Regions from separate parts of the Arachis hypogaea genome. Here region 2 is linked to region 1. A link is a contact called in public Hi-C data. All regions are on one chromosome and are shown on one strand. Each heading gives the region's core, a stretch centred on a gene start, on an enhancer-like site or on the middle of the called end of the contact. The rest is flanking DNA. Distances are from core to core; before and after follow the strand shown. Region 1 has its middle 9.4 kb from the start of LOC112772367. Region 2 holds the start of LOC112771012 (mRNA-decapping enzyme-like protein).

Region 1 (7,633 bases), core at 1,352-3,851:
ATATGGCATGAAAGTTATAGACCAATGGACACACCCGTAGTTAAAAGAGACAAATTCAGTCTCAAGCAATGCCCTAAAAATGATCTTGAGAAGACAGTAATGCATGATAAACCTTATGCATCAGCACTAGGGAATTTAATATATGCTCAAGTCTGCACACATTCTGATATATTATTTATAGTGGGAATGTTAGGTAGATACTTGAGCAATCCGCGCATAGATCATTGGATAGTTGTTAAACGCATAATGCATTATCTAAAGAGAACAAAGGATTACATGCTTACTTATCGGAGATCAGAAAATTTGGAGATCATTGGGTACTCTGATTCCGATTTCATGGCATATGGTTGCGAAACATTGTCACTGAGCTTCGTATAATAGATGACATCGAAAGGTTATTAAAGATATTTTGTGATAATAAGTCAGCAGTACTATACTCCAACAACAATAAGAGCTTGACAAAATCGAAGCATACAGACATCAACTTCTTAGTTGTCATGGAGAAAGTTTAAGAAAAAGTAAAAAACAGATTTTCATAGAACATATAGGAACAGAATATATGCTAGCAGACCCATTAACCAAGGGATTGATCCCTAAAGTCTTTCATGAGCACACTGCTCGAATGGGTGTCAATATTTGTGATGCCTTGGTTTAGTGGGAGTTTATTTTATGCTATATGTCCTATGACAGATATTGAATTATTTTTCTGTAGAATTAAGTTGATGGTTTATTTTATGTTATGTGAAATGTTCATTTTACAATATTTGTATTGTGTTTGATCTTAATAAAGTTTTAAAGTTGGACTAGCTAGAAGTAGACATGCATGAGATCACTTGGCATGTAATTTTCATATTACTCATCTAAATTTGATCTATGTCGTTAAGTATATTAGTATGGTGATTGTCGTGGTTTAGTCACGACATTTAATGTGATAAAAGTTGCGGTGATTCCATATCTAATATATGAGACGGACCAGATTGTTAAAGTAATGAGAGAAATAGCATTCAGATGCGCGCATAAAGTTTATAAGATGTGATTATGTCAAGAAAGAATATATGTATAGCCCAAGTGGGAGATTGTTAGAAAATTATTTTAATTTCCTAATTTGTTTGTGGGCAATACATATATTAATTATAATCACAAATTATGCTATTTCAAATTAAATAACTTATATAATAGTGATCTCATTTATTGTTATAAATGCTAAATTGAATAAGTCATAATTACTTTTAATTTTGAATTAAATGAGAATAAAACCAGATATTATCTTTTGTTCCTTAGATAATTATCTTTTGGATTTTGGATATATTATCTTTTGGACTTTAGATACTATTTTATTTGGGTTTTAGGATTTAATGGGTGTCATGCTCAAATATAAATAGTGCCTTCAGGGTTTCGGTCTCCAACATACCAAAGTCGCCTTTGTGCTCTTTCTCCATCAGAAGAGTTGCAATTCAGCCACTCAGGAATACAGAAGGCTTTAGTTGAGGAAGATCGAAAGAACCACAAAATCCAAATCCTTCCATCAATTTTTGACTTTTCTGAGTAAAGGTACCCTTTCGTATTATAATATATTTTTTGTGATTTAATATGAATGATCTGGGTTAATAAAATTATTTATTCCAACATAAATTACTTGAACTATTAGACTAACTTATTTGTTGTGTTATTATGTGCTAATTAATATACATGATATAATATCTTTGATAAAATTGTTTATACTTGTTCATTTTAATGTTGATTTTAGTTTTCGACTCACCTTTTCTCAAATTAATAATATTTTGATTATATATAATTTTTGAAACAAACATTAAATTTTATGAAATATTTATAAATTAAGAAAGAGGACAAAAATATTTTTATTAATCAGAATATATTTTTTATAATTATATTATATTTTTTAATAAATATTTGAAGCATATAATAGACATAAATTAATTAATAAATTATTAAAATTAAAAAATAAAAGTTAAGTTAATACAAAAATAAAATTAAAAAAATACTTATTATAAAAAAAATAAAATAATATAATTATATCCAAGTAAATGATTCAACTAATAACTCAGCAATTAAACTAGTAATCCAATATTAGTACTCTAATTAAGTCAATTACCGATTTAATTCTAATAACTATCCAAATAACTTTGTTATTAGTACACAAACTTCGTTGATCTTGTTCTATTATTTTCTTTATATGACTTTGGGTGGTTTGATTCTCATTATTCAAAAGATGCTTTTACAATTTGATATTTTGTTTATTTAGAGTGAAAAAAGATAAAAGTTTATTTTAATAAAGAGTTACTCTGTTTAGTCTTTAAGAAAAAGTTGAAGAAACTTTTTATTTTATAAAATTTATAAGAATATGTAAAAAATATTTTTTTTTCTTTGTATTTAAGAAAGCTGCTTTTTTTTTTTCTCTAGAAAGCAAAGAAAAGCACCATTTCTATAGCACCCCACAATTTATCAAGATAATAATTTTATTATTTATTTATTTTTTTGGTAATGATTTTATTATGGGTTCTAACCTTGGAACTAGCATATATATATATATATTGCATGATATTGCACATCTTTACGGTCAATTTTTTTTTTTTTTTGGTCATGATCTTTACGGTCAAATTGTTTTACCTAACTTATGTGACACCATATTTTTGGTCCAATGAATTTGTCTATTTCGTTTTCCCTCATCGTTTTTTTCCTGTTATGTTTTTCTGGACAGGTTTTTTACGGGTTCATAAAAATTCTATTCACTGCTCACGGCCCAACATAAATCTATAGTCCAATAAATACTGTTGGCAGTGGACAAAAATCATTCGGCCCATTTTAGTGATCTCTTTTTCTGCTTGTTTCAAAATTAGAAGAAGAATTCTATTAGCATATCTTAGTTTCCATTTTTTAGATTCTCCCCCAAATGTACGAAGAGAATAGATCCTTTCAATTTCTTTAATTGAGAGAGTAAAGTGTAAAGTGTGATATTTAATTCTATATATGATGAAATATTATACTTTATCCTTTTAAGTGAAATAAAAATTTGAGAGGATTCGTTTCCAAGATACTAAATGATGATATAAGAGGGGTTATATTATTCTGTGTTTTTTTTTTTTTTTGGTCCGATAGATTGGATATCTTCCAATCCTAAGCATCACACACTCATACACGCATTTAAAGATTTTATCTACTATTTGGCCACCCCTAAAATTTGAATCCAGATGCAACATATTAAAAAGTAACATATTTAACTATTAAACTAAAATCTCAATATTATCTAAGAGTTGTAATTTTTCTTTGGACTTCTAGCCACCAAAAAAAAAAGAAAGATAAAGTATACTTTTTATTTTAAAGACAAAAGTTTTTAAAATACTTCTAAATTTTATTTTGTTTCAATTTTGTTTCAAAAGTTTTCGATTTGCATCACATATACCTCAAACGGATAATTTTTCAAAAAATTGAAGACCAATTCAACAACAATGTCATAAAAATAACCCTTAACACAAGCAAATCAAGCATAATTTTCATGCATTATTGTTAGATTGGTCTTAAATTTTTTGAAAATTTTTCAAAAATTTTTAGGACAAAATTAAAACTAAATAAAACTTAGGAGTATTTTTGAAACTTTTGCCAAATTTTAGGGACAAAAAGTATATTTTATCCAAAAAAAATTCAAACAAAAAAAAATACATTAAAAGAAAAAGAGTAGACATGGTTTTTTTTAATGAACATGTTTTCATAATTCAACAACCTTGTTTCCATGACTCTAATTCTAACTTGGCTTGTAAGCTAAACTAGGCCTTATCCCAACAACCTTTTTTGCTTTTGGATTTATAAATGACAACTTCCTTTTTGTTAGATTTACTGCTATTTATATTCTTGTTTATCTTGATGACACTGAGCAGATATTCTAAGATAGTATTTGGCACAAGCAAACTTTGATGTGTTTAGGGACAAACTCATAGTCTTCTCTAGAGCTTCCTTGAGCTAGCTTGAGGGGCTGTAAAAATATCAGAAATAAAAAACAACTACTTTATTTCAGATAAATTAGTTATATAGTTAGTTAAGACACTTATAAAAATTCGGTTATATGTGATTATGGGAGTTAATTCAGTTTGTTATTTCTCTCGTCTATATAAATGTTCTTGGGTTCTCTTAGATGCACTTTGGTACACAGATCATGTGGACATGATTACTCTCTTATTGACTGAAAGAAAAGAGTGGTCTAACAAAAATAATTAATTATACCATTGTAATTGGATCATTGTAAATTAAACTTGGTTGGGTCAGTTTTATAAACAAACCGGTTTATAAAAAATTTGTATTCACTTACTTCTAATTATGTTTGTTAATTATGAAGGAAAGAAAACACATTAGGTTATTTGATTCAGAAATTATAATTAAAAAAGTGTATTTGAAATGAAATAATACCTTAATTTTAATTAAAAAATTATAATTAACACTTAATTAAAACCAAAATGGAATTTTTGACTTTATAATAGATTTTTAATTTTTATTAAAACACAAATTTTCTAATAATTACTGAAATTATAATTTTAACATTTAATTTAATTACAAATATAAATAATTGACTATTTTTATATTTGAATTAGTAGCTTTAAACAGAGTCTTTTCTTCTTAGTATAATTTTTTATTTCAATTTATTTTAATTTGGATATACAAATCATAGCTAATTTTTTAGTCAATCTATTTTTGTTATTAAAAGGATCAAACAAAAAATTAAATAAATTTATTAACATAACAAATTAACTTAAATGTCACTTATTGATATTTATAAATTTGGACCATTTAAAATGGGACCCACCATTTGATTCAACGCGGTCTAGTAATTCTAAAATACAACTACAATAAAATTATTATATTATTTTACTCATATGAAGAGGTGATCATAAAGAATTACAAGAGCCTTTTGCAATATTTTAACGTGATGTCAGGACTAAACATTAATTTTATAAATTCAGTTTAATTTGATCCTGATTAATTGCAAACATAGTGCAGAGTCTATGTAGCTAGCTGGAGTGTAAAGAGAATACTCATTCAATTAAATATCTTAGAATTTTTTTAAGAATAAATTTAAAGTTGATGAAGATTTGAAAATCGATCATAGACAAAGTAGAGAAGAAATTCTACTTATAAAAAGCTAAAGTATTCAATAAAACGGATAAATTAGTTCTTATTAAATTTGTGTTAAATAGTTTGTCATTACACTACTTAAGTTTGTATAAGATGTCGAAGATTGTTGCAAAGAAGTTAATTTTACTACAGAGAAGATTTTTATAGAGTAAGGAGGATGGTAAGAATGGTATGACATTGATTAGGTAGAAAGTGGTGCAAGCTCCAAAAAAATTAAGTGGACTGAGGTCGAAGATGCAGCGATTCGTAACACATGCCTTCTGTTTAAGTGGTGGTGACGTTTTTCTAAAGAGAATTGTCCGTTATAGAAGATGGCATGCTCATGTAATAATCTGAATCCCAATAAGATGTTGTATAATCAGACACTACCTGCTAGAAGAGGTTCATGGAAGGATATTTGTCAATTATAGATTAAGGAACACATGTGAAGGACAAGATGATTGCTAGCTTGTCTATGGAAATAGGTGACGAAAAAAGGACTCGATTTTGGGAGCATGTCTGGCTATAGAATAGTTCTTTAAAAGCTTGGTTCTCGATGCTCTTTTCTTTTTCAAACCAAAAATGATCTGTTATAGGGAAACTGTGGGTTCTGAGATGGAATAAAGTGAATTTAAAAATTTTAATGGAGGCGAGAATTAAATCAATAGAAGATAAAATTAGTTAATCGGTTACATAATACTTTAAGGCCAGTTAAACTAACAAATGACAGAGTCACCAAAAAAAAAAAACTAACAAATGATAGAAATGACAGAGTTGTATGAAAGTTTGATAAAGAAACTGTTTTTTCTACTAATGTTTTTTTGTACAGGTGTCGTAGTCAAAAATGCTTCCGGAGGCAGTAACAAATTATCAGTTCAATATAACTATTTGAAAAGGTTTAATTCCATCAAAAGTAAAATTATTTGTCTGGTTTATTTTAATAGGCAGAGTAAATATCAAAAAAAGATTGAGTAAGTTAGGAGTTGTTAACCAGTAAAACAATGTTCCCGTATTATGCAAAAAAGGTTGAATATATTTACTACTTATTTTTTTGTTGTGACTTTACTTGACAAGTGTAGTGTGTGTGATTATTTGATTTTAAAAGATTATATTCTGTCAGACACATTAAAATAATATTTTGAGAGTTGGATAGGTATTCACACTAGAAAGAAGATATACAAAAAATGGTTAATGCATTTTTTTATAATGATCTAAAACATCTCGTTTTAGAACTATAAAAAATAGAGTAACATAATATAAATCTCTTTTATTATTGATGATAATATTAAATTTTTTTTATTTTTATGTTTTATTTGTTTTGTTCACTTTTAATGCTCTACTTTACTATGTTGAATTCCATGTTAACAAAATAATTAAAATAAAATCAGAGGTGCAAAACAGATGAAGGAGTAAACTAGAATTTTACTTGCTCATTTATTTTGAATGCGTGTTTGCTAAGATTACTTATGTAAAAAAAATTATAATTGAGCGACAAAAATTTTTTGTTTTGATATAAAATATATAAAATAGAGTTATGTCTTAATATTTTATAAAAAATAAAATTAGATTTTAAATTTAAAAAATTGAATAAAAATAATTTTAAAATAAATATTATTAAAGTTTTAATTTTTATTTTAAAAAATTTAAATTTTATATATTTTTTTCTAAAAATATTAAAAAATTAAAATTTTATATTTAAAATTAAAATTCTAATTTTAATATCTAATTATCAAATAGACTATATTATTTCTACACTAAAATTAACTATTAAAATTAGTTACTAATATAAAATATATATTAAAATATAAATATATATTAAAAATAAATTAAATTATATATTTATATATAAATAGTTTAATAACTAATTTTAAGAATTAATTTTAACGTACGAAAAATATTTTTATTATTAAATATAATACTAAGTCTGCAATTTTAATTCAAATTCTAATTTTATTTGAATTTGAATTTTTTAAATTTTAAATTTTTATTTTAAAAAATAAAATTTAATCTCTTACTCTTAAATAATTTTTCTTTCATATTTTTTTTTAATTTCATCTATAAAATAAATAATAAAAAAATCACATTTTATTTTTTAAAATAAAATTTAAAATTTAAAATATCTAAATCTATTTTATTTTCTATTTACGAACGCTACCCAAAAAATGTGACACGTGATCGGACTTGAGTCAAAGATACAATGAGCACTTCATTTAAGTTGCGGCTAATTTTTTTTATATTGCAGGAATGCGTGAGTTGTGTTTGGTTATAGTGTATATAAGTGTTAGACACAAGTATAGGATAGAGAGAAATTGGACCATCCGAGTTCTTTGTTAAAAAATTTGTTGACCACAAATCGAACTGTTCGATTAGTTTTTCTTTTTTTTTCTTAAAATCAAATCGGACCTTCCGTTTACAATTTTTATTTATTTTTTTGTTAAACTGAAAACGGACCCTCCATTTACAATTTTTGTTTTTTAAATTTTTCTTAAAATAAAAATGGATTTTTGTTTTT
Region 2 (7,277 bases), core at 2,893-5,392, 110 kb before region 1:
CAAAGTTTCAAACTTTGATACAACATCATGATGTGTAATAATCATGTAAAATATAAAAAAATAAAAATAAAAAGAGAAAAAACCTCAGAAACAATAAAGGGTAACTGAATTTACCTGCAAAAGGGTTGAAGATTGATGATTGTTTGGTTTTCTGTTTCTGCGACTACAATGAAAATGGAAATTTGGAACAACTGAACAAGAACAAGGAACAGAAAAACCAAGCAAGTTAGTTAGTTAGTTATCTAAATATTTTAAAACATATATCTAATGTCTTCTCAAAAATGGCTATAGTGGTGCAATATCTAAATGAGAGTGACTGGTTATAGAAGAAAAATGGCCACTAGGAAAATAAAGTGGATGCCATTGCAGCAATGCTATTATTTGTTGTTTCCACATTCCCAAAAATACACATAATATTATTTTATTTAACGGATCCATTGATGCATATAGGATGATGAATCCTTCTCATCATCATGTTAATTTTTTACATAATTTTATTATCACGTATAATTTTTTTTAATCTTTTACTTAAAATATGAGACTTAAACAAACTAAAATAAGTAACATTAGAAAATAAATAATAAATATAACAAAAAATCACATGTAATGAAGTTATATTAATGATTGATTATTGATGTATCCATTATTGTAGTGATAAGGGTATGCATGCATGCCTATGAGATGGTGCAGCTAAATAGATAAAACCAACTAACCCAGTGAACTTTAAAAGCTTCACTGCCCCTTGTATTTTAGCCTCAGCTTCTTTTTCTATACCCATACTAAACCATATCCGGTGACAGAGGTGAAAGATCTGCATAATATGAAGCAACAAAGGAAAAATGCATTTATCATCAGATGTTAATAATTAAATAATCAGCTTGCATTTTGGGTCAAATGAAGAAAAGGGAAAGTAAAGACAGAAGAAGAAGAAGAGAAAGAAAGGGGAGGGGAAAGGCTGTAGATAATGCATTAACTATTATACTGGTAGAAGATAGCGTGTAAGAAAATGGAAGAATGTAAAACTAGGTATTGTTTTAGCAGACAACCTAAAGTGTCTACAAGGTAGAATAGATGCTCTGAAGTTTACAAGTCCACAAGACAAGGAAAATCCCTTTATAGTTCATAATATTCTAACTGGAATGGGAATTTTAAATCCATTGTCACATGACAACCACTTATATAGGCCAGCTGAAAATAGTTTGGTAAAAGTAAGAAATAGTGAACAATGTTTTAATTTAAATTGCAAATTTCTAACAGGGATACAGTTCTACCAAAATGACCGCAAAACCATTTAAGATGCTGTCTTCTTCACATTCATCTTCATTGTAAAACCATATACCATTAACTTCTTGAGCCGCATTCCGATATAATAGGTATGGCTTCTTAAGTTCATACTCAAAATCCAATAGATTTTCTACTAGGTTGTCTGTCAGAACAAATATTACAAAGAAAGTTGCAAATCAGAAAACTGATAGCACAAATCAGGCACACAGATGAATGAGAGCAGAGCACTAGTACATTTATATTTCTCCAAACAATGAGGAAATAATAAATCAAGCACTGCCAAAAAGAGAATATGCGATCTACAGCAACAATAATGCAAAATATATTTGAATGATTGAATCTATCCAGCACTGAACATTAATTAGCATTTAGCAGTTAATCTTGGAACTAAAAACACCACAAAATGGATTCAATTAAAAAAAAGAAACACAAATCCGAACCTGTATTTTGTCGATTCATGACAATGAACTGAAACTGAGGCTACACATTCCTGAAAAATGCAAAATAAAAAAATAAGGGAAATTGGTCAAGGATCAAAGTGCACATGAACTGAAGCATATGGAAAGAGGAAGAAGCAATGTTCATTGATGACCTCTTGACAACAAATAGAGATCCTTCGACGTCCTTACGAGTCTGGAAAAAAGAATACATCCAGAAATTGAAGAAACGAGATGAGAGATTATAGAAATGTGTCAAGAGAGAGAGAGAGAGAGAGAGGGAGGGAGAGAACGGACCCACTGATTAGTTTCAATGTTGAATTCGTAGAAAGAGACATGAGCGGCGGTGAAAAGAATCTCGGCGATGAAGGGATTGAAGCGCTGGAGGACAGTGAGATTCAGCACCTTGGTGCTCTGCCTATCCAGATTCGGCATCAGTTTCTTACTCTGACTCTGCGACATCTTTAGCTCACAACCAAAATAACAACTTATAAGATGTACAAACTTATATATACAACCAGAGTATTGGAAAGGGTAAAATCTTACAGGTTTGAAATTAGAAATTTAATAACAAACTAAGTGAACTACTGGACCAAAGTTGGCCATTGAAGCCCCAGCACAGCATTCATTGCCATATGAGGATAGAATGAAGTGAAAAAGTATACTAAAACTGAAAACAGCAGCGTTGCTTTAAATTAAAAATAGCAGTCATATTAGTTAATACAAACTGCAATTGGTGTAGGGATTGGATTCACCTTTTTCTTCTTGACGGATTTGAGGATCTTGATGATGCATTTTTCATTATCGGTGGAGTGAACGCCCTCAGATCAAAGACCTCATTGTATTTCCCTCTTCCCACCTTCCTCACAACCTCGTAGTCATCTTGCTCCCTGCAACTCATGAACTCAATTTTTTAAACAGACATTAAATAAACAAAATAGGAATTCAAATTGATGGGAAGGTAACTAAAGCAAATTCATTCCCTTCTTTCCTACTTTAAGAAGAATAGATAGTTAATTTTACCTCCCTGTAAGCATGAATGCATTGAAGAAGTGGCTCCTTAGCCTTGAGGTTACTTTTTCCTTCCTGCTTTGCAAAATAACACCAGAAATTATTAATGTATCTCATAAAAGTTAAAAGTTAAATCCTTGCTTATGTACTAAGGCTTAGAATCTGACCTGAATTTCCAGCAGTTCTTGCTTTGCTACCTCCACCGATGATAAAGTACTGAATGATTGCAGCTGTGAAAAACCACAATTCTATTTTAATAGACATGCATAAGAGAAGAGGAATAGTGGATGCACAACCAATAAAATACAGACCAATATGAGCAGCGCTGCTTGAGCTTCCTTTCTGGAATCTCCCGGTGCACTGTGTTTCTTCAACTTGTCTTTTTGTTTCAATATTCTATCTAAATATTAACGTGCAATCCTGAGACGGAACAAGGAATCGGAGAGAACATCAAGGAACAGCCGCTAAGTTCCTCAAAGCATGAACATAGATTAATGTCACATAAATTATCGTTAAGTGCATTATCATTAAAACCGCATAGTAACAAAGAAAGGATAATTGGAATTAGAAAAAGAAACAAGCCTAAGATAATTTGATTTAGTTTTGATATTCAAAAAATTGTTCCCAATTTTTTACCTAAAAATAAATTGAACAAGGAAGAAAATCAAAACCTGAAATTAAATAAAATAAGTAGCAGTTAGCATAGAACAATCAAAACCTAGAATCAAACGAAATAAGGTTGATGAGGAGAAGAGAAGCTCGAAGAATAGAAACTAATAGAATACCTAGCAAATCGCATCAATGGAAGCAAATGTACCATCAGAGGAGAAGCATTGATGGACATGACACCGATGGAGGGGAAGAATCATTGATGGAGGAGAAGCTCGCAGAGCAGCGGCGATGTCGTTTTTGAATTCTGCCACACCAACACAACTCTCACACACATAAAACAAGGAATCGAAAGAATAGTAATAATCAAGAGGAAGTAACAAATCATGAATCAAAAGAAGATGAAGAAGAAGAGGATGAGAATTTTGTATACAAACCTAAAAGTGAGAACGGACACGGAGAAGACGAGCTAGGGTAAGAAGCTCACACAACATAGAGCGCAGAAGTTCGATAGAGGAGAAGCTCGCATCAATGGCAGAGAAGCTCACAATAATAGAGGAGAAGCTCGCATCAATAGAGGAGAAGAAGCCACTGGAGGAGAAGCTCGTTGCTCACGCTCTCCTCTGCGATTTGCAATTAGGTTTAGGTTGGGTTTTCTTCTAACAACAGTTATTACTGCCAAAATCATTAAAAATGTCCTTCCCTTACAAATACATTATGGCGGTGACATAAACCGCCTTAATTCATGAGTATTGTGGCATTTTTATGAAACTGCCTTAATATTAATGACATTTTAACCAGTTTTTTTTGTAGTGTAAAGGCAGATGAAAGCCTTTATATTGAACAAATGCGTGTCGATTTTAAAGTATAAATGACAAGATGAAACCTCTTAATGTCGATAGGATGCTTAATTATTACAACTGTGAAGGTTGTTTTTTGACTTCAAAGGGGCTGAATGTGAAGCTTCGACATCCAAAGCTTGATTACACTCCTAAAGGATGGGAGTAATTGATCTTTTGTTAAATAGTTCGATTGTGTTTTAAAATGGTTGATGATCAAGATGTGTCAAACTATTTACTTTCTTTAAAAAATTATTTAAGTAGTTTTTTCGCAGCATGTTGTTTAATTTCTAGTGATGATTCTTTCGAGAAAGTTGAGTGAAATAAGGATTCAAATTCAGTAATATGTAATTCAATTGTTAGCACGGTTTTGATTCCTAAAATCGAATCTGGTAGTAATTTACTTTCTGCAGCATGTATTCCCATTCCTAGGTCTAGTATTGTTGGCCAGTTCTATATAGATGTATCCCGAGATGTTTGCTTTGTAACTGACTCGACCGCCGATTTGGCTGATGATTTTGATAAAGTTTGTTTCTCCTCACATGATTCAGTTGATCTTTCTTTTGATTGTATATATGATCTCGAACATTTGGATTTTGAAAAATTATCAGTTAATGATGATCATACAGAAAAGGGATTTAAGTCCCAAGATCCACTCGATGATGTGATGGTGAAGTCGAGTTCGATTGATCAACATCTTGATTATTTATGTCAGGCTTTCAAGACAATGCGTTAAAAAGTTTTAAAAATGAATCTTTTAAAATATGCATTTGGAGTATCTGCAGAAAATTTTTTAGGATTTGTGGTTCAAAAGAAAGGAATTGCTGTCAATCAAAATAAAGCTAAAGCAATTCTCGAATTACCACCTCCAATGTCGAAAAAAGAAGTTCAATCTTTCTAAGGAAAAGTCAATTTCTTTCGACAGCTTATTTCCAATTTATCTGGTCGAACTCAAATTTTTTCTCCTTTAGTCAAACTTAAAGATGAGTCACAATATGTGTGGACGAATGAACATCAAGTAGCATTCGCTTCCATCAAGGAGTATTTGTCCAAGAAACCAATAACAGCTACAGTTCATACTTTGGAACTTTTAAAATTGTATGTTGTAGCTTCGACAAACACTATTGGGTGTATGTTGGCCCAAGACGATGAAGAGAGACATGAGAGAGCTATTTATTACCTAAGTAGAGTGTTGTCTGATATTGAGACGAGATATTCTCGTATCAAGAAATTGTGTGTTTCTCTTTATTACGCTTGTACAAAGTTAAAATGTTATATGAAATATATGTTATCTTACCTAATATTACAGGGACGATTAGGAAAATGGATGCTTGCTTTGACAGAGTTTGATTTGTAGTATGTCCCGGCCAAGGCAGTGAAAGGACAGGTCATTGCAGATTTTTTGGTTGATTGACCAAATAATCTTAATGACCAAGGGGCAAATATTGTCAATGGCGAATCTTGGAAGTTATATTTTGATGGGTCGAAACATAAAGATGGTGTTGGTGTTGGTATTTTGATTATATCCCCGAAAGGGGTTCCATCAAAATTTTTGTTTGAATTAAAATATCCATGTTCGAATAATGTAGCCAAATATGAGGCTTTAATATTGGGGTTAAAAATATTGATCAGTAAGGGTGCATTAGATGTCCAAATCTTACGAGATTCTCAATTAGTTTTAAAACAATTGTTGAAAAATTTTAAATGTACAAATGAAAGATTGCAGAAGTATTTGTTTTATTTCGAAAAGTATTATTAGTTCATATTCCAAGAGTTCGAAATGAGGTTGCAAATGAGTTAGCTCAAGTTGCTTCGAGATATAAGGTTTTTCCTAAAACTTTGGAAAAGCTGGCAGAGGTTCAATAGATCCTTGTGCCCATTGAATTAAGAGAAATCTTGGCAACTGATGAATGGGATGATAATGATTGGAGAAAATCAATTGCTGAGTATTTAAAGAATCCCAATGTTCAGGTTGATCGGAAAATCAGATTACACTACAAAAAAAAAGGTCTATGGTCACAGTTTTTGACCTATGGTCACGGTTTTTCCACCGTAGCCTATTTTGCCGTGGCCATAGACCTATGGTCACGGTTTTTTTTATCTATGGTCACGGTTGTAGTATTCAAATTCTGGCACTTTAGGCCACGTTTTTTTACCATGACCATAGGTTAATCTATGGTTACGCGTAAAACCGTGACCATAGCCTCTATGGTCACCCCACGTTAAACTGTGACCATAGCCTAATCTATGGTCACGGTATAGCTTCTATTGTCACCACTCACCCCCACTTAAAACCGTGACTATAGCCTCTATGGTCACCCTTCCTTAAAATAGTGACCATAGTCTCTGTGGTCACCCCACCTTAAAACCGTGACCATAGCTTATCTGTAGTCACTCCACCTTAAAACCGTGACCATAGCCTATTTTATTTTATGAGATTTAGTTTTTTGTTAAAGCATAATGACATCACAAAATGGTGATAATTACAAAATAAATCTAAAAATGAGAAATTCAGGAAATCTAAATCATAAAAGTTACATTATAAGATAGATATATGTTTAGTCCAAATAACACAAATCAAAATAGAGTGTAATTTATTCATTACATGTAATACCGGATAAAGTCTCTTTTCAAAAAGTATAGAACACATCAAAATATTATATTTAGATAATTTTGAGAGCTTCATGGTATTAGTGTCATCTCCTCTATCTACCTTAAATAATTATGACATAGCAAATTTTGCTTCTGAAGCACCCAGAAGCCTCTCAAATGTGGCTTCTGCTTCAGCAATTCTTCCTTGCTATATCATCATAGAGAGAAACCACCAGGTGTTATGTGAAGTATGGAAACCAGAGAGATACAAGAATGAAAACGCAATGAAGAGAAGTAAAAAGGAACATTCAAAAGCTACAAACACTAGGTAATGAATGATCTTCTGTCTCACTGACCAGTGAAGATCAATACTATTTTATTTATATCTGACGTTGACAAGGCTAGAGGAGTAAACAGAACAGTGTTCTATTCACGCCCATAAAAGTCAGATTTTAAATAGAACAACGAGAACAGGCAAATAAGTGAAGAGAAGATTTCGAGAACT

Evidence for each region. A called contact is a pair of places that touch in the nucleus more often than the background predicts.
Region 2: a Hi-C map of an unstated tissue shows a contact between it and region 1, with 4 times the contacts expected there. The contact joins the promoter of LOC112771012 here to the enhancer-like site in region 1. A contact is called at or near these places in 4 of 8 Hi-C or Micro-C datasets (leaf and an unstated tissue).

What each region holds. Positions count from the first base shown.
Region 1 is chr18:126,531,714-126,539,346 of arahy.Tifrunner.gnm2.J5K5, reverse strand. No RefSeq gene overlaps it. Among protein-coding and RNA genes, the nearest start is that of LOC112772367, 9.4 kb to the right of the region's middle. Within about 2 kb of position 2,601, at least 2 of the 3 cell types and tissues checked have open chromatin away from gene starts, as enhancers often do.
Region 2 is chr18:126,644,287-126,651,563 of arahy.Tifrunner.gnm2.J5K5, reverse strand. LOC112771012 (mRNA-decapping enzyme-like protein) reads right to left here and starts at 4,142. Exons shown (of 15, transcript XR_011875975.1): 1 at 3,779-4,142; 2 at 3,518-3,648; 3 at 3,369-3,403; 4 at 3,044-3,152; 5 at 2,900-2,962; 6 at 2,745-2,807; 7 at 2,477-2,611; 8 at 2,019-2,183; 9 at 1,877-1,917; 10 at 1,725-1,774; 11 at 1,340-1,426; 12 at 714-811; 13 at 115-191.